6 separate regions of the Mus musculus genome follow, and regions 2, 3, 4, 5 and 6 are each linked to region 1. A link is a contact called in public promoter capture Hi-C data. All regions are on one chromosome and are shown on one strand. The core of a region is the stretch at or near the end of the contact, and the rest is flanking DNA. Distances in the headings are between cores, read along the strand shown. Region 1 holds the start of Abhd2 (abhydrolase domain containing 2). Region 2 holds the start of Tm6sf1 (transmembrane 6 superfamily member 1). Region 3 holds the start of 3110040N11Rik (RIKEN cDNA 3110040N11 gene). Region 4 holds the start of Ramac (RNA guanine-7 methyltransferase activating subunit). Region 5 holds the start of Whamm (WAS protein homolog associated with actin, golgi membranes and microtubules). Region 6 holds the start of 2900076A07Rik (RIKEN cDNA 2900076A07 gene).

Region 1 (2,781 bases), core at 193-2,692:
CCCAGGCCTTAGGTTTCTTCATCCGTACAATAAGGGGGAAGAGTTAGATGAGCATCAGCCTTTTGGCTTCTAAATATCATGCTGACCGCCAGCAGCGTGGACTGAGCTGCTTTTGGCTGCCTACCCGGACAAAGCTTCATTTATCTTCACCTGGGTAAAGCGGGTTATAATTATTTCTTCTGCTTCCCGACCTTCAGAGGATTATGTCCTTCCTAGTCAAGCAAATGAGGGGAGGCAGTGAGGAGGGGAAATGCATTCTGCTTAGTGTGACTGTAACCCAATGGTCCTTGAAAAGCTCTGGGCACAGATCATGTTGACTCTGCCAATCCTGCAATCTCTCCCAAGCCTGTTCTTGGAACCTGCCTCTGGGCCAGGTAAAACTTGACCAGCTGGAGGTGAGGGCACCACAAAAGAGGAACCAGAAAGTGGAACCCCCAACTGCGCACTTAAGGTGAACCACTTGATTAACTCAGCATTCAATATAATCTATTCCATTTGTACGCAGGCATGCACACATGCATTTGAGAGCTAAGACCTCAAAAAAGATCATTATGGGTGTATTCAACATCCCCTTGGAATCTAGCCAACTCCGGTAAGTCCCATCCTCGATACAGTCAATAAATGTTGTTCAGAGTGCATGGGTGGATGGAGAAGGGCCTCACAGATGGCTCATACAATTCTCCCCTTCCTAAGCATCCCAGACAGGTGGCTATCATCTGGCCTCTGGCTAGGCACTTCCAAGGTCGATGCTCTGGCTGCTCGGCCTGGCAGGCAGCCCGGGGCGCTGCTGGACAGATCTTGTGGGGAAAGCCCACGAAGCACCTAGAACAGTTGCCCCACAAGCTCAATAAAGTGCGCCTCCAAGTAGGTCAAAAATTGCTTCCCTACAACTTGAACCCATCGGTCGTAGGTGAGCCCCGGGATCCCAAAATGCATCGGCCCATCGAAAGGGCTTGTAGTCAGGCCCTTTCAGGTTTCCAGCATCCTGCACTCTCTACCCTGAGTCTGGCCGGCCAGATACCTCCCCCAGGACCAAGACTTCAGCATTGATCAGAGCGAGGGATGGCAGCCAGGAGGCCTCCGTCGGCCTTGTCCCCAACCTCGGTTCCTCGAGCAGGAGAGGACAAAGGACCTTTAGGAAGGCGTATCCCACCAATGGGTTGGGCTGCCCCGTCATCAGACAAGCTGGCCCTCTAGATCCCCGCAGTGCCAGGTGACAGTCCCCCAAACAGTCCCCACGGATCCGGAGCACTCAAGCTGCGGCGCGATGGGCCGAGCCACGCTGGGGACCGGGTAACTCGGGGTTCTGGCCCGACGCATCCAAGGCGCGATCCCTGTTTGGTGGAACTCGCCCAGCCGAGGTCTTACCTTCTCTCATTGACTCCAGCAGTCCAACCCGCCCGGAGTCCGGTTCCCGCAGCTCCGCAGCTGCCGGCTGCGCTCATAGAAATACAGCCGGAACCCCTGGCCAGCGCAGCTCCCGCCGCTACCGGCCCCGCCCAGGCAACTGCCGCCACGCCCCTGACGACCGCCTCTGCTACGCCCCCAAGCAAGGCTCTCCCAGTGTCCATTGGATCACCCAGCCGCCACTCTATTTGTTCATCGCGCTTGTTGCGTCTATATGGTGGCCCATTGGTCAGTAGGACTGCTCCTCAAGGTGGAGGCGGAGATTCTTAGCGGGCAATTCTCCTATAATTGGTTACTTTTGATGTCTTTAGCCAGTGGGCCTAGATGCTATTGGGTAAGGTCCTCCCCGAGGGGCGGGATAAGGGGAGCCGGCTAAAGGATGGGTTATGTTTGATGGTTGATGATACGGAGTAGAGGAGAGGGCCTATTGTGATGGCTTTCTGAGTTCTGGGGCAGAAAGGTCCGGAGTCTTATAGAGATGAACTGGGGAAAGAGATAGCCCAGCCGTGGGGTTCTCAGCACTGGTGTGCCCAGGAAGATGAACCTGTAGCTCAGGACGTAGGTGTTTGAAGTGTGGAGTCCTAACTTAGTAGAGCAGAGGTGGTGAGTCACTAAACCAGAAAGCAAGAGGTGGAGGCGACAAAGAGGTGGAGGCAGCAGCCTTTGACCTCTTTCAGCTAGGGAAGTGGGTGGGAACATGCAGGACTTTATGGACCTGTTACAGTCCCTATGATCTTTCAGCTTTTAACCAGCCCTTGTGGTTGGAGGCCACTTGGAAGAAGTGACCTTTGAAGTCAGACTGCAGTCTTGGCCGTGCCTTTTAGCCTTTTAGAGTTCTCACTGACTATATTTGGTAAGTGCTGGTTGCTGATAGAAGATCAGTACAGTGCGTGGTGTTCCACGGGCGTTTATCAAGACTAGCTATTCATCACTCACCCTCTCCATCCATGCACCTAGACTGGGTTCTACCATTCTGTGAACCTGAGGCTCTGTTCGCAACGGCACGTGCCTGATGGAGAGAATACTGACAACCCGAAAGGGAGCTCCAGTGAGGCAGCCACCGACACACTGCCAAGGCACGCAGTGTGGCTCCAAGAGAAGAGGCAGGAGACAGAAGGAACACATAGCCAGAGGAAGGAATTTAGATTTGAAGCAATGTTAAATTTTCTCTTAATACATTTCCGGACCCCGACAAGGAAAGCATGAGCCAACTCAAGGAGGAGGAGCCAGCACCGGTCTCCTGTTTGTTATTCCAGCAGGAAGCTGAGGCAGGAGGATTGCTTTACTTTGAAGCTACATAATGAGTCCTCCTCTGTCACAATGAGGCCTTGTCACAAACAAACAAAGCAATGTGAGCAAGTAGCAGCCTTTGAA
Region 2 (2,781 bases), core at 129-2,628, 2.6 Mb before region 1:
ATTGACTGTGTGCATACTCCGCTAGCAGTCTGGAGGTCTGGCACGGGCTGCAGGGTATAGATTGATGCAATTTCCTTAGCACCAACTGCTATGAAAAGCACAGCCAGTTACTTCCTCCTCCAGCAGCCCACAATCAACTTCAGCAGGGCCACCGCTGGCGCCTTTCCACTGACCACCCAGGCCTTCGGCTGCCCATGGGGGCTCGTCAGTCAGTGATCCCTTTAGAGAAGTGAAAGCCAAGACTGGGACCCAGAGCCCTTACAGAATTCGTCGGTTCCTTAGCATTAAACTGATCACTGAACCTTTGCTCCTGGCCAGCATCGAACCTCTATCCCTTTCACAGCGCCCTTGCACAAAGTTCCCACAAGATCCTTGAGGTGCAAAGACAGACCAGAACACTAAAGCCAGGTCACCCTGTTAGTAGCAAAGGCTCAGAAAACCATGGTTATTTCTGTTAGCCGCTCACAACAGTTTCTAAAATTATAAAATGGTAAGTATGTGAAAGTCCATACAAGGAAAGCGTTCCTTTCAAATAAGGCGGTTCGTGCCTTCCGTGTTGCTCTGCACCCCTCTAGTGTCTGAGAGCCTCGGAGGCAGGGGCATTTCGGTATTGACCTTGGTAATATCAGCTACCCACCCAGTACTGGCAAAGAGCAGGCGCCCAGCTCTCAGACCTTGAACTGCCCTAGCCCAGTTTGAGGACCTAGGGCCGGGTGACCCTGGTGCCTCCCTCATGCTGCGGGCGTGGCGTTTCTGGAAGCTACCCAGTCCCAAAGCCGCGGTCCCAAACCCGCGGAAAAGTTGCGGGCTCTTGTCTACCCCGCGCGCGCTCACTCACTCGTGCTGGGCCGCCAGGTGGTTGAAGATGTAGGTGACCGGGATGGCTGAGAGGGACAGCACAAAAACCCCCGTGGCCGCAGAGGCACTCATTGCCACCTCCGGGTCGCTCTTCTTTCACCGCATCGCGCCGGGGGTCCCCTGGCTCAGCTTCCGGCGGCGCCGCGCCCCTCGCCGCTGCCCTTCCAGGCGGCCCCCGGCCGCGTCTCCTCTGCGCGTCCCCGTCGCCCGTAGCTGCCCGGCGCGCACAGAGAGAGGCACCACCCGGGTGCTCTAGGGCCGCTGTACGATCCCCAGAGGCGTCCCCACCAGGCTCCTGCTAACGAACGCAAGGGCTCAGCAGCCACCGCGAGGAGACAAGCGCCCCAGGACGCTTGCTTTAATGGGAAAAGGAAGGGCCCGGCGAAGGACGCGGGTCACAGATGGGAGCTGGGCATCCTCGAGCTGGAACGGAGCTGGGCTGAGCCAAGGGCCAGCAGAGGGTGGAGCCAGATCTGAGGGTGTCAGAGCCCGCAGGCCCGCGAGATCGGCTCAGAGACCTGTGGGGACAGATGCTCCTGGAACAACACTGTGCCGCCCTCCCACCCCACCCCCCGCGCGCACCCCTTCCCTACACACAGCTGCCATCAACGTCCGCAACCAATGTTCCAGTGCCAAGTGGAAATATTTGTTTTCCACCTTGGTTGCTCACTCACCGCCCCTTGACCTTGATCAAGTTACTGAAACATTCTGTATCATTTCTCTGTGAAATGGGAATAACCTGCTCCCTCGTATGATTGTGGAAATCGACCGAGTTAACAAGCGTGGAGTGCTTGCCCTGCACTGCTCAGCACACTGGTCTGTCTCCTGCTCCCTTTCTTTTTTTGTAGCAGAACTGACCCTCAGAGGAATGCCCTGATGTAAGACACTGAGGCAGCGTTCATTCCTTGCCTGGAGTGTTTTTGGAGGCCAGGTTACCACCGGCTAGCCTGGCAGGTCCTGAAGATTAGGGCTCTTCGTGGAATATTCCCAGACGTCTGGGTGTAGAGCATGAGAGTGCCGCCCAAAGAGCTGCTTGAGCAGGGTGTGCTCAGGAAGCCCCCTGGGCCTGAGTCCTGTTGGTATGGCCCCAGGGAAGGGAAAAGAAGTGGGCTCCGGAGCAACAGTGGGGGCAGCAGAGTGCGCGCCTTCCTGTCTTTAGGTCAGAGGCTTACAGGTCATTTGGCTCATTTTCAATGTGAGGAAAATGAACCTGCACCAGGACAGTCGGTTGTTCCAAAGCCAGCTCTCCTACTATCTGCCCTCCCTTTTCTTGAAAACTCAGCCAACAATGGGCACAAAAGGGTAAAGACTGTCCAAACGGCAGCATCTCGCAAAGCTTCTCCCAGAAGTCTCAGTGGGAACCTGGACATCGCTCACGATCTTCCATGATCGCTCCTTGCCTTTACCACCTCCTTCATTCCCCAAAGCGCCTTCTCTCCTCCAGGCCATCTCCTAGGCCAGTTTCCCAGCCAGTCCAACCTCCTCCACATCCCACACCGAGCTGCTTTAGCCGTCTGCGTGTATCCTGAGTCTCTCGGGCTGCTCTGAATCTTTCTTGTCTACCTAGACACTTGCTGCATATCATTTCTATTCCTTCTCATCCATGCTTGGGCTTTTTTAAAATTCAGAATCATATTTATGGAAATAACTTAATAGAGGCTGGGGGTGTAGTTGATCGTGCTTGCTTTGTGTGCACAAATCTTAAGGCTCTGTCCTCGTGCACTTCATGAACTGACTTTGATGGGGGCTCATCTGAAATCCCAGCACTAAGAGATGGAGGCAGAGGGAGTCCCTGGTTCAAGGTCATCCTTAGCTACCCAGCAAGTCTGAGGCCGACCTGGGATATATGAGATTCTGTCTCAACTAACAAAAAGGTACCGGGAAATGCCACAGAGTATGCCACATCCTGAGCTCCGCGTCACC
Region 3 (2,781 bases), core at 149-2,648, 2.5 Mb before region 1:
CTTAAGAATTTTACATTGGGTTTCTGCCATTTGGATTACAAACCCCTGTTCTTTCCATTGGGGCAAGTGGCTGTGTGACAGATTGACCTGAGGCGGGGTCCTGTCCTTTCTAGCTGGTGATGAGGTACTCTAGAGGTACCTGTGGAGAAGGCTGACGGTTCCTTAGAGGACATTGCTTCCCCCTCCTTTGCCCATCCAGGCACCATCAGAAATACACCAATCCGTGTTCCTCCCCTGATAAAAACTGTCAAGTCTCTAGAGCAGTGGTTCTCAACCTTCCTAATGCTGCAACCTTTTAATACAGTTCCTCATGCTGTGATGACTCCCAACGGTAACATTACTTTTGTTGCTACTTCCTAACTAATTTGGCTACTGTTATGAATCGTAATGTAAATATTTTTAGGGCATCATGATTTCACCTCAAAATTCATCAAATTACTACAGTATAGTTTTGGCTCCACTTTGTGCCTCTATTTGTAATGTATTTCAAAAAAGGTGTGGTGTGGTTTAACACCTGAATCACCTGAGTCTTAGGCTTTAGCCACTTTCTCACAACACACCACTTAACGTGTCATGTGGAAAGGGTGTCTCTGGGAGAGTAAAATGAGACATCCCATTCTGATCCCAACCTTTAGTGGCTGTTTTCAGCACTCACATTCCAGTCTCACCTGTTTGTGAATCTGAATGCTGTCGCCCTTTGACATTTGTCACAGTCTCTGTCCTCCTCCTTAACTCCCCTCTCACTGGCACAGGTCACTGATAATTTGGTTATGTATTCAGGTAGCTCCTTAACTATTCCACTTGGATGTCTCCAATCATTTCAAACTTAATGTACCCTGAAAACTCCCCCTCGGACTGCCACAACTGCTAGCCGTAGACTCGGGCATCTTCAGTTAATCTTTTCCCCATCTCAGATTATTCAGGTCCCAAAGATCCTCAAAATGGTAACAAGCCATCTCCCATTTAGGTAGCAGATCTTCCTACCTCTGGGCATATACCATCTATACATTCTAACCTTATTGGACAAGGCCAGTCCCTAACTTTAGCACTTGCATTGATTTGCCTCTGCTTCAGTTTCACGAACGGTTGTATTCAACTCCACAGTGGATCTCCTCTCCTTGCGCACTGCCCTGTGCGAATTGCCATGGTGCCGCGTTGGGCAGGCGAGCACCGAGGCTGGCTGCTCTTGCCAACCCTAAGGATAGGTGACAATTTTCCCTCTGCTGGCAAAGATGGCTCACCAATGGATCACACCCTGAGGCTGGCAGGTTGCAAAGGAAGGAAAACAGTGCCATCTCGGGGCGAGGTGGCACTCTTAGGTGCCGGCCGACGCGCCTGCCGCTTCCGCCCATGACTTGCGCAGGCGCACAGAACTCTTCCGCCACGCTGGCGCCTGCGTGGTTGGGATGCTGCTGCTTGCTGTAGGTCGGTGTGCTTGGCCTCTGTTAGACTCCTGTGTGGTTCCACAATGCCTAAGAAAGCCGGTGCGACAAGCAAGGCCAGTGGCAAGCCTCGTGTTGTGGAGAGGGTGGGCCACGGGGCTACACTGGCGGGGAACAGACGCAGCGCCTGGAGGGCGGAAGACCTCCCTTCGGGTCCAGGTCTGAGACTTCCTGGGTCGCACATTAGCTCGCCCTAAGGATGAGTAGGCTCCACTGCGCACCCGCTGACCACCGTCTTTGCTCTCTCACTCTGAGGGTTACACTTCCCGGCAGGCTGTGCGTTCTGCCTCCCTATGGTGGCTGATCGCTTCCTTCTGTCAATGAGACTGCACTCCCTCCCCTAATATCCCTTTGTTTTCTGTCGCTGTGATCCCAGCCCCTTGAAGTCAGGGAGTTTGAATCCTTATTCCTCTTCATACCCGCTGTCCGCATACTGCCCTGGAAGTTGTTTTCTGTTAAGTTGTTAGATGGCATTTAAATACCAGTCGTCGTTCTTTCTGCAATGGACTCCTCACCCACTCTTGAGCGTTAGGATGCATTGGCTATAAAGATGACTAATAAATGCCCCTTCTCTTGAGAAATAGAAACGATAAAGTAGACTGTGGGAACAAGTCCTAAGCTAGCCAAGAGATCTTAAGTAGAACACATACCTACACAGAGACAGCCCCACCCCACCCCCCTCTCTGTCTCTGTATGTTGGATCATGAAGGGATGTGGGAGGAGCACGGTGGTGGCTAGTTTCTGCATGTAGGCCCAGTTTAGTGAAGGTGAGGGTAGTGATGGCTCAAAATAACTGAAGTATTTTGTTACCTGTGAAATTGTGTGTCATTTTAGGGTAAAAACCAAACCAAAGAACCAGAGACAGCACCTCCTGCTGCAGGGCCTGTAGCAACTGACCCTAAAGGTTTTGTCACCATAGCCATTCATGCCAAACCTGGCTCCAGACAGAACGCTGTGACAGGTACGTCTGAGCACTGGGTGGGATTTGGATGTGGATAAAGCAGCGTTTTCATCTTATTTTTGCCTTGTTATCTAAAAGCTTATCCTGTAACTGTAAATGGTATTTTTTATGTCTGCGTTTAGAAGCTTCTCCATCTAAACATTCTATAGTCTCATATAGAGGTATTTGAAAGAAAATGTACAATATTTAATACCAAATCAGATGGAATCTGTGTATCTTTTCCTTTTTAAAAATGTGGTATTTTGTAGATGGGCCTGGTCATATATGCCAATAATTCACAAGTACTTAGTTAGGAACTGAGGCAGGAGGTCAGCTAGACTACAACAAGACCCTGTCTCTAAACAATAAAATGTTTAGGAAGGACACATTAGGAAATCT
Region 4 (2,781 bases), core at 109-2,608, 2.5 Mb before region 1:
GGCTGAGGCCAACACTACCAAAAGACAAGAGAATGTGGAAGAGGGAAAAGTCAAGAGGCCTTAACAAAGAACTACAGGCAACCAAGGAATGCGGAGAGCAAGAGAAATAGTCTTCTCAAGGGAAGAGCACACCAACTGGTTCTCTAATGCCATATTTGATTAGCCCCGAAAACACACGCATAAGTAACAATATATGAACTGAGCAGGTTGTATATATCTACATATTACTAAAGAGACTATGAATTTGAAAGAGCTGAGGGGATAAAGGGAGGGTCTAAAGGGAGGAAAGGGAAAAATGTTATTATGATGTAAAAATATACAATACATATGTATAATAATCACATAAAGCACAATTACATAATATATAAAATATAATTATATAATAAACATATAAAAGAAATAATAGAATAAATAATATTAAGAAAATACGGCTGGGGGGAAGGGGGTCTTGGAAGAAACCTCAAAAGATGAGGGAAGTGTCAGAGAGATAGCTCAGTGGTCGAGAGCGCTCACTACCCTTCCGATGGACCACAGATCAGATCGCAGCACCCACGCTGCTCTCAGCTGCCTGTAATATAGCTCCAGGGGAACAGACGCCCTCTTCCGGCCTCTGCGGGCGCCAGCACACGCAACCCGCAGACAGACAGACACACAACCCGCAGACAGACAATTCTTCCCCACCCCGCAAAGGCGTGCGTGGGCAGAGGAGCTGTGCACACACACGTCTCGATCTGAGTGGGCAGGATTAGAGACCCAAGGATCTCAGTCCTAGCAGCCTACGAGGAAACTCGAGCTTCCACGGAGGAACTCGGAGAGGCGACGACCCTCGTCGCCTCGGTCGTCACCAGCTACAAGCTAGGTCAGGCACGGGCAACCAGGGGCCGCGCGCTCTCTGTCGCTGCGGCCGACAGCCTTCCTGGCACTTGGATCCCACCAACCTCCTCACCACATAGAGAACCGCACAGAGCTTTGCCTGCGGTCGGCCGACCCTGGCTCGGCTGCTCTCCAGAGCGGAGCCCCGAGCACGGAGCAGGATGACTGACTAACCACTGCGCATCCCAGCCCGCCAGCCGACGCGCGGCTGACGACGGCCGGGACAAAGCGGCTCCTTCCAGAACTGCCGTCAGGAGCCGAGCTGCGGAGAAAGAGGCTCCGAGGGGCAGCGACCTCCGGCCTCTCGCACTTTCCGGCCCCAGGCCCCCATCACCTCCGCCGCCCCGGGTGGGAGATTCATCCGCCATGTGCGGTACTCACCCTTCATGGGACGCACTGGAGACCTCGGGCGTCCACACCGCCGCACCCCACCCGGCTCTCCAAGGTAAACAAACGCTCAGGAATCCCTCAACCACCCGACTTCCGCTTCCGGAGCGTGTAAGGCGGAGTCTCGTGCCAAGTCTCTCGAGATCTAGAAATCCTCGCTTCCCCCTCCCCCCCCGCCACGCCCCTCACATTCGAACCTTGGCGCGGCCCTAGGGAAGCTCCGCAGGGTCGAGCAAAGTGGCGATGGTGGGCAGTGCGGTCATTCGCAGCCAGTGCCTGGTGACCGTCGGGGAGAGGATATCGTCATGTATAAAATCCCTCGAACTGGCAGTGCCTGGTGCACTGGTACGGGAAGTCTGAGAGTAGGACTAGGAGGGAAGGCTGCTTGTCAATGGAGACCCCAAAGCCGGAGCCCGGGCGGCGGGGCGGAGGAGCAGACGAGACTGCTCTGCTTGGGCGATGCCCACCCGGTTCTTAGCCGGCCTGGGCAGTAAGGCTCCTGCGCACCGTTGTCTATGTGTGTTTGCAGAGACGAACCCACGCCTCCACTGCCCGTATTCCGCTCGCTCCCGAAGTCTCCGCTCTTCTCGGTTGTTTGCAAGTGTGGCAATGCCAGCTGTTGACTAGCCACTTTTCTCAGATTGCTCCCCGGACCTTGCCCTCCTCTTGGGAATACGATCAGCCTGGAAAGTTTAGTGTCAAAATGGGATACCTTAGGGCTGGAGAGGATAAGAACACTTACTGCTCTTCTTGGAGCCCTGAGTTCAATCCCCAGCAACCACATGGTGGCTCACAGCCATCTGTAATGGGATCTGATGCCCTCTTCTGGTGTGTCTGGAAACAACTATAGTGTACTCATAAATAAAATAAAGCTAAAAAAAGAATACCTTTTCTTTCCACGCCCTGGTCAGATGTCTCGTTCTGTTATTTGGTCCTTGTGACTCTGGTTTTCATCCATTCCCATCCCCACTGACTCCTCATCCAAGTTCTCTCTACACTCCCTGAACAGAGCACCGATGCCCTTCTTCCTAAGTCACTGCCCCTCACCAGCATATCACCAGACAACTGCCGTAGTTATAGTCATATTCAAGCACAACTGGGATGCAAGATATTCAATAACTCCTTGCTGCCAAGGCCAACAATCTTAATTTGGATTCAAAATTCTATTTTCTGATATTTCTCTTTCATTCCCTCACAGTAAAGCAGACCAAATGCAGTAGTTCACGAATACTCATTATGTTTTTATAGCTTGCCAGTGTTCCCTTATGCTTAGAATATTGCCACTCCCCTACACACACACACCCCACCACCTCACCACCACCACGACCTCCAGATGTTGACATTGATATTACATCCATTCTCTAAGACTTTACAGGGAATGAGTTTTACTTCTGCTGGGTTCCACAGTACCTTCAGAACTTTATGTGTTAATACCATTTTCTACCTGTTTATACACACCTTTAATTTGTACATCACACTAGTATATAACACCGTACATAACTCAGTACTAGTATATAACTC
Region 5 (2,781 bases), core at 107-2,606, 2.3 Mb before region 1:
TCTTTAGGGTCTGTTAAGTTTACCACACAAATAATGAATGTGTGTGTCTCAAATTATCTGGTCCAAAAGAGCCTTCTTGTTGTTGCCATTAAAGGCAGATGAGTAAAGCCTCACTCCCCGAGGGCTTTCCATCTGCTTGAAGATAATAATAAAAATCCTTATTGCTTGAAGAAAAAATAATAAAACTATCTTTTAAATGTCATTCATCCTCAGACAGTTTTAGCCATCCCTCATCTTCTCCGGAGAACCCCAAATTGCTTCCACTTAGCTTATGTTTTTATTCCGACGGACATGCCTTGTTTTCAGTTTTACTTTCATATTTCTGGCCTTTCCCATTACAACATCCTGCTCTGCCCAGAACAGGGAAAAGGTGAAGCGCAGAGCCTGGCTCAGAACTGCAAGTAAACTTTTACCTAACCCCAGGACTGGAGAGGCTGAGGCAGAGGAATGTCCTGAGTTCAAAGCCAGCCTGGACCACAGATTGAGACCCTGTTTCAAAAACAAAAACAAACAACCAAAACAACAACAACAACAACAAACCAAGAGAGCCAGGCGGCGCGGAGCCGAACTCTGATAATCCTAGCAGAAAACAAAAACAAAAAAACACAAAACACCACCACCACCGTGTTTCAACTTCAAGGTCCCCACTCTCTCTCAACAGAGGCGCAGGTGCACCAGCGACGCCCGGTGCGCATCACGAGTGTCCCGCGGACCCGCCCTCGGCCCGGGGCCTCATACCTGGTGCAGCCGGGTGGCCGTTTGGCCCAGGCGAGCGCGCAGCGTCCTCTCGCGGAACTCGCTCAGGCCCTCGCAGTCTGCCGAGTCACCCGGGGCCGGGAAGAGCACGTCGCGCACGGTGGCGCCGCCGCATCCTTCGGCCGCCAGGCCCAGGTAGTGCTCCAGCTGCCGGCACAGCTCCTGCAGCGCCGAGTCGCCAGGGTCCGCAGGCGCCGGCCACAGGAGCGGCCACAGGAGGGCCCACAGCCCGCGTCCCAGGCCCCAGCCCGCGCCGCTCGCCGCGTCCAGCTCGGGCGGCAGCGGCGGGAAGCAGGGCTCCAGGGCCGGCCACAGCGCCGCCAGCTGCCGGTGCGCGCCGCGGAACCCGGCGGGCGACAGCACCCCGGCCCAGCTACATCCCCCGTCGCCGGCCTCCCGCCGCTCGCGCCGCCGCCGCTGCGCCGTGCGGTCGTGACAGGTGACGGCGAACTGGCCCTTCGCGGCGTTCCAGGCCACCAGGAAACGCAGCTGATGGCGCTCGGGCTCCGGGAAGAGGTCCTCACGCAGCGGAACCCAGCCATCCAGGCTGTCGGGCTGCTCGCTGTCCATGGCAGCCGCACACCCTTAGACTGCGACAGGCCACGACATTTTCCGGGAGCCGCTACTGTCAGTCAGAGGCGCAGAAGCTCCCGCCCCCTCATTCTGATAGGCTGTGTGAGGGAGGCTGTCTGGAGTTGGTTAAGTGAAAGCCAATGGAAAGTCTTTTCGGGGAGGCGGGACAAAGTCTCCCTTTTACAACACCGGCGAACCTTGAACTCTCTAAGTGAACCAGGCTAGCCTTGAACTCGTAAGAGACCACCCTGCTTCTGTCTCCTGAGTGCTGACATTAAAGGCATACAGCCGCTATGTTCGGCAAAGATTTTATTTTTAAGCCCATGTATACATGGGCAGGACGACATCACACCTTAGTACAGATGCCAGAAGAGGGCGTCATGTCCCCTAGAACTGAATACTCTATGGGGCTGTTAACAGCTTAATGCACTCTCTAAAAATAGTAATTCTTAGCTGCTGAGCCATCTCTCAAGCCCCTATCTTAGTTCTCAACATTACAATGAGAATTTCCCTCAACAGGATCCTATTAAGTATGTGGCTCCTGAAACAAACATACTGGCAAGATCAAACTTCTATTTGAACTCAATATTTACTTACTGAGGGCTCTGGGGTGTCAAAAACTAGATCGCAGACACATTTATTTTTGTCAATATAGTAAACTTACTGAGTATCTGCTGTGTTGTTGGTATATTGAGATGGGGGAGAGGGGGAGTGCCTAAATATTTCTGCTTTCCAAGCCAGTCTATGCCAAGCATCATCCTGACAGCAAGGATTTGAGACCTAGAGAGGGAATTTGTCTACAATATATGTGCACCAAGGCTAAGCAGGATGGCCTCACTACTGAAAGCATGCCGCCGGGGTATTATAACAAGCCAATAGAAAGTGCTGCTGCATTTCCTCACATGAGCCCTAAAGATGCCAGTTCTAAACCTGCAGCCACCTTAGATTCCGAGAACAACAGACAGCCATAAAAACCTTTATGATCTAAGGCAAGGTGAACCTTGAAGAAGAGGTCACACCTGTCCTCAGAAGAAGTGATTATCTATGCTAAAAAGCTGTGCCCTCCAGAGCAAGTAACTATTCCTGGAGATGACAAGACCTGTTGGGAAGGACCTTGAGATGAGGGGCAGCTAAACCACACCTTGGTAAAGAATGCCTGCATATGCATATCTCCTTTTTAAATGCACTTTATTCCTAGGAGAGGATCTTTGTCCATTCTGGCTCCATTGGAGCCTTTCGGCTCAGATGCCAAGCTTTGTCCTTCCTTCAGATTAAAACTGAAATCTTTGTCCTCCTTGTATTTGATCTGTTGGCCTTCACCATCCTAGGCCTTCAGTTTGCTAACCACAGAAGCCTCCATAATCTTATGAGCTAATTCTTCAAAATCAATCTCTCCATTGTGTAAGCATCCTGTTAGTTTATTCCATCTAAAGAACCTTGATGTTAATACAG
Region 6 (2,781 bases), core at 200-2,699, 2.3 Mb before region 1:
GTAGGCAACTTACAAATTCTTTATAGTGAATTTCCCATAAAGAGGCTAGGGTAAAGTTCTACAGGTTGCCAGCACAAAGCCATAGTGAGCGCACAAATAAGTATTCCGCTACAAGCTTTCTAGGGGGAGCTCAGATCTTGCTTAAGACCCCCAGGGTTTTCTATGCAATAACAGGCAATAGGTAAGGAAGATTCCCATGTTTGCCTTCTGTTGCTACACAGTACACCGGGAACGGCAGACACGGCAAACTCATCTCCATCGAGAGCAGCACTTCTCAACCTTCCCAATGCTGTGACTTTAATACCCTCATGTTGTGGTGACCCCAACATACAATTATTTTTGTTGCTACTTCATAACTGTAATTTTGCTACTGTTTTGAATTGTAATGTAATGTCTGTATTTCCAGTGGTCTTAGGTGACCCCTTAGGTGAAAGGGTCATTTGATCCCAAAGGGGTTGTGACCCACGGTTGTGACCCACTGATCTACAGGGTCAAACATGTTGATGGCTGACGAATGACTTTCCTTTGGTGGACTCACACCTTATCTAAGCTTTATATATATGTATGTTCGTGTCTTTGTGAGTGAATGACATATGTGTGTGGTGCTCAAGGAGGCCAGAATAGTGTGTTGGACTCCTTGGGTCCTGAGGTACAAGTGATTTGATATAGGTGCTGGGAACCAAACTCAGAGCCTCTGGAAGTGCCACAAATGCTCTTAACTACTAAGCCATCAGGCTAGTATCTAAGTGCACCTCACTACTGTCTTCACTCCTTCAATTTTCCAACCTCCTACCCATCCACGCACACCATCAGAAAGCAATATAAAAACTCCTTTGTACAAGAATTCTATGGGATTTTAGAATCTGTCCTCAACAAACCATGCAACTTTCCACCGCCTCCTTGCTGCCCTTTTCTAACATTAAATGCCTTTGCTGACACATTCAAGAAACTTAAAAATCACCCACTGCGTGTGCATGTGCTCACGGGCGCTAAAATTACTGCAACAGGTGATTCCTCCCTCAGGCAAGAGTCATCGATTCGGAATGCCTGGATTTACAGAGCCAATATTCAACAGCTCTGTGCATGTGAATATGTGTTTGTATGTGTGCATGTATGTACGTACGTATGTGTGTGTGCTTAATTTAACTTCAGTCTGTGTGACCGCGTATTTCTCCTTCCATATCTACCCACCATTCCGTGGGCTAGCAACCCTCTTTGAAAAAGATGGAGAAAAAACAAACACAGAGAAGGAAGATCGATAGCCGGGCAGCTTACCCATCTCTTCTCCCATTCCTGGGACGCCTGCCACGTCAGCCACTTACCTGGACACCATAGTCACCCGCCGCACAAGGTGGCCAAATACTGGGTCAACTTGGCGAGACAAAAGCCGCTAGCATCAGGTGTCAGGCTCTCGGTCATAATTTCTCCCTCCTTCCGGTGGAAAATGAGTCCACTTCCGGCTTCTTAGCCGTAGGGAGGAAGTTCCACGTCAGGCACCGCGCGGCGCGGCTGGGCTTGGCTCTTCCCAGTGCGCATGCTCAGAGCGAGTCCTCTGCTGCTTAGCGTCTAGCTGCGTGGCGTCTGGATCGTGGGAGACTCGGGGGCCGGCTTGTAGCTCCTGGGTGGGTGTGGAGAGCTGCCGCATTGTTTTGAGTATGCTATTCTCTGCTCCCCTGGCAGGCGGCATCCTGGGGACTGAAGTACGCCGTCCCGCCCCTGCGACACTCCTCTGCGTTCTTGTGCTACCCAGCCCTGGCTGTTAAGCTTCTCAGTGTTCTTCATTCTTGCCACCCTGCTTATAGAGAGCAAAGCGTGCACTGCACCTCAGTAACCTTTACTCAGTCGCTCTCTTGACTCCCCCTGGTTGCAAGCCCATGCATATTCATCCAGGAAAGGACCAAGAGCTTCCTAGCCTTGATCATGGGTCTAGGAAGATAAGTAAAATCACTTTTGGATAAATTTCCTGAGGATAGACCTCAAATGTTGAGAGACTAAAACAAAAGACATTTGACATTTGCGCCTTGGTAGAGGTAGGCTTCCTCTGTCATTTTGAATATGATATCTTTGCCTTACTTAGTTTCTGGTGATCGCTAAAAATCCTGTGTGTGCTTTGACTTGAGGCAGCATGGCCCTACTCTGTTGTCAAACTTTGTTCTCCTTATTTCTGCTTATTGCTGTGTTTTACAAGGACATCCATCCTGTTGGATTAAAAAGCCCAGCTTATTCCAGTTCACATTGTGAGGCTGCAGAAAAGACTTAAGATTTCAGGGGCGGCAATTACTGAGCACCCTAGTAAGCTGCCAGAGTTCTCCAGGAATGTGCAAACCAAATGCTAAAGTAAACTAAAAGTAAGCAGGTTTAGAACAATGAGTTCAGAGTTCATTTGGATGCTGCGAGTTTGAGGTCAGAATTTGAAGCAAAAAGAACAAAATAAGAAACATAGGTGTAATGAAAGGACCTTACATGCAGTCCAAACATACAAGGCTTTTGGATTTAATATACAAAATCAGGAGCAAAAATGTTACCTTGTTTATCAGCTTGAGCCAAATCTACTTCATTTCTCTTACTCATTTAAGATGTAACTTTTCTGGGCATGGTAGCACACTACTTTAATACCAGCCTTCAGGGTTCAACACCAGACTGGTCTACGTGGAGAGTTCCAAGCCAGCCAGAGCTATACAGTGAGAAGCAGAAAGGAGAAGGAGGAGGAAGGAAGGAAGGACGGACAGAGAGCCAGGGCTACAGAGTGAGACCATTACACTCACTTTCTAGGCTTGGCCT

The links. Promoter capture Hi-C pulls out the DNA fragments that hold promoters and counts their contacts. Capture Hi-C pulls out chosen DNA fragments and counts their contacts.
Region 2: a contact with region 1 is called in a promoter capture Hi-C map of liver, with 4 times the contacts expected there. The contact joins the promoter of Tm6sf1 here to the promoter of Abhd2 in region 1. A contact is called at or near these places in 3 of 39 promoter capture datasets (liver, neutrophils and pre-B cells) and 2 of 9 other capture datasets (adipose tissue and liver).
Region 3: a contact with region 1 is called in a promoter capture Hi-C map of adipose tissue, with 3 times the contacts expected there. The contact joins the promoter of 3110040N11Rik here to the promoter of Abhd2 in region 1. A contact is called at or near these places in 1 of 39 promoter capture datasets (liver) and 2 of 9 other capture datasets (adipose tissue and liver).
Region 4: a contact with region 1 is called in a promoter capture Hi-C map of liver, with 5 times the contacts expected there. The contact joins the promoter of Ramac here to the promoter of Abhd2 in region 1. A contact is called at or near these places in 2 of 39 promoter capture datasets (liver and pre-B cells) and 1 of 9 other capture datasets (liver).
Region 5: a contact with region 1 is called in a promoter capture Hi-C map of pre-B cells, with 6 times the contacts expected there. The contact joins the promoter of Whamm here to the promoter of Abhd2 in region 1. A contact is called at or near these places in 3 of 39 promoter capture datasets (liver, neutrophils and pre-B cells).
Region 6: a contact with region 1 is called in a promoter capture Hi-C map of liver, with 7 times the contacts expected there. The contact joins the promoter of 2900076A07Rik here to the promoter of Abhd2 in region 1. A contact is called at or near these places in 4 of 39 promoter capture datasets (liver, neutrophils and pre-B cells).

The regions. Positions count from the first base shown.
Region 1 is chr7:79,271,927-79,274,707 of GRCm38.p6, reverse strand. It overlaps Abhd2 (abhydrolase domain containing 2), which reads right to left and starts at 1,442. Exons shown (of 11, transcript NM_018811.6): 1 at 1,369-1,442. Gm31510 (predicted gene, 31510) reads left to right here and starts at 1,679. Exons shown (of 2, transcript NR_169073.1): 1 at 1,679-1,741.
Region 2 is chr7:81,857,598-81,860,378 of GRCm38.p6, reverse strand. It overlaps Tm6sf1 (transmembrane 6 superfamily member 1), which reads right to left and starts at 1,378. Exons shown (of 10, transcript NM_145375.4): 1 at 839-1,378. The coding sequence starts at 930.
Region 3 is chr7:81,788,072-81,790,852 of GRCm38.p6, reverse strand. 3110040N11Rik (RIKEN cDNA 3110040N11 gene) reads left to right here and starts at 1,398. Exons shown (of 5, transcript NM_026077.4): 1 at 1,398-1,498; 2 at 2,277-2,403. The coding sequence starts at 1,469.
Region 4 is chr7:81,761,530-81,764,310 of GRCm38.p6, reverse strand. Ramac (RNA guanine-7 methyltransferase activating subunit) reads right to left here and starts at 1,358. Exons shown (of 3, transcript NM_025997.2): 1 at 1,255-1,358.
Region 5 is chr7:81,569,867-81,572,647 of GRCm38.p6, reverse strand. Whamm (WAS protein homolog associated with actin, golgi membranes and microtubules) reads right to left here and starts at 1,356. Exons shown (of 10, transcript NM_001004185.3): 1 at 739-1,356. The coding sequence starts at 1,326.
Region 6 is chr7:81,522,218-81,524,998 of GRCm38.p6, reverse strand. 2900076A07Rik (RIKEN cDNA 2900076A07 gene) reads right to left here and starts at 1,449. Exons shown (of 4, transcript NR_160675.1): 1 at 1,323-1,449.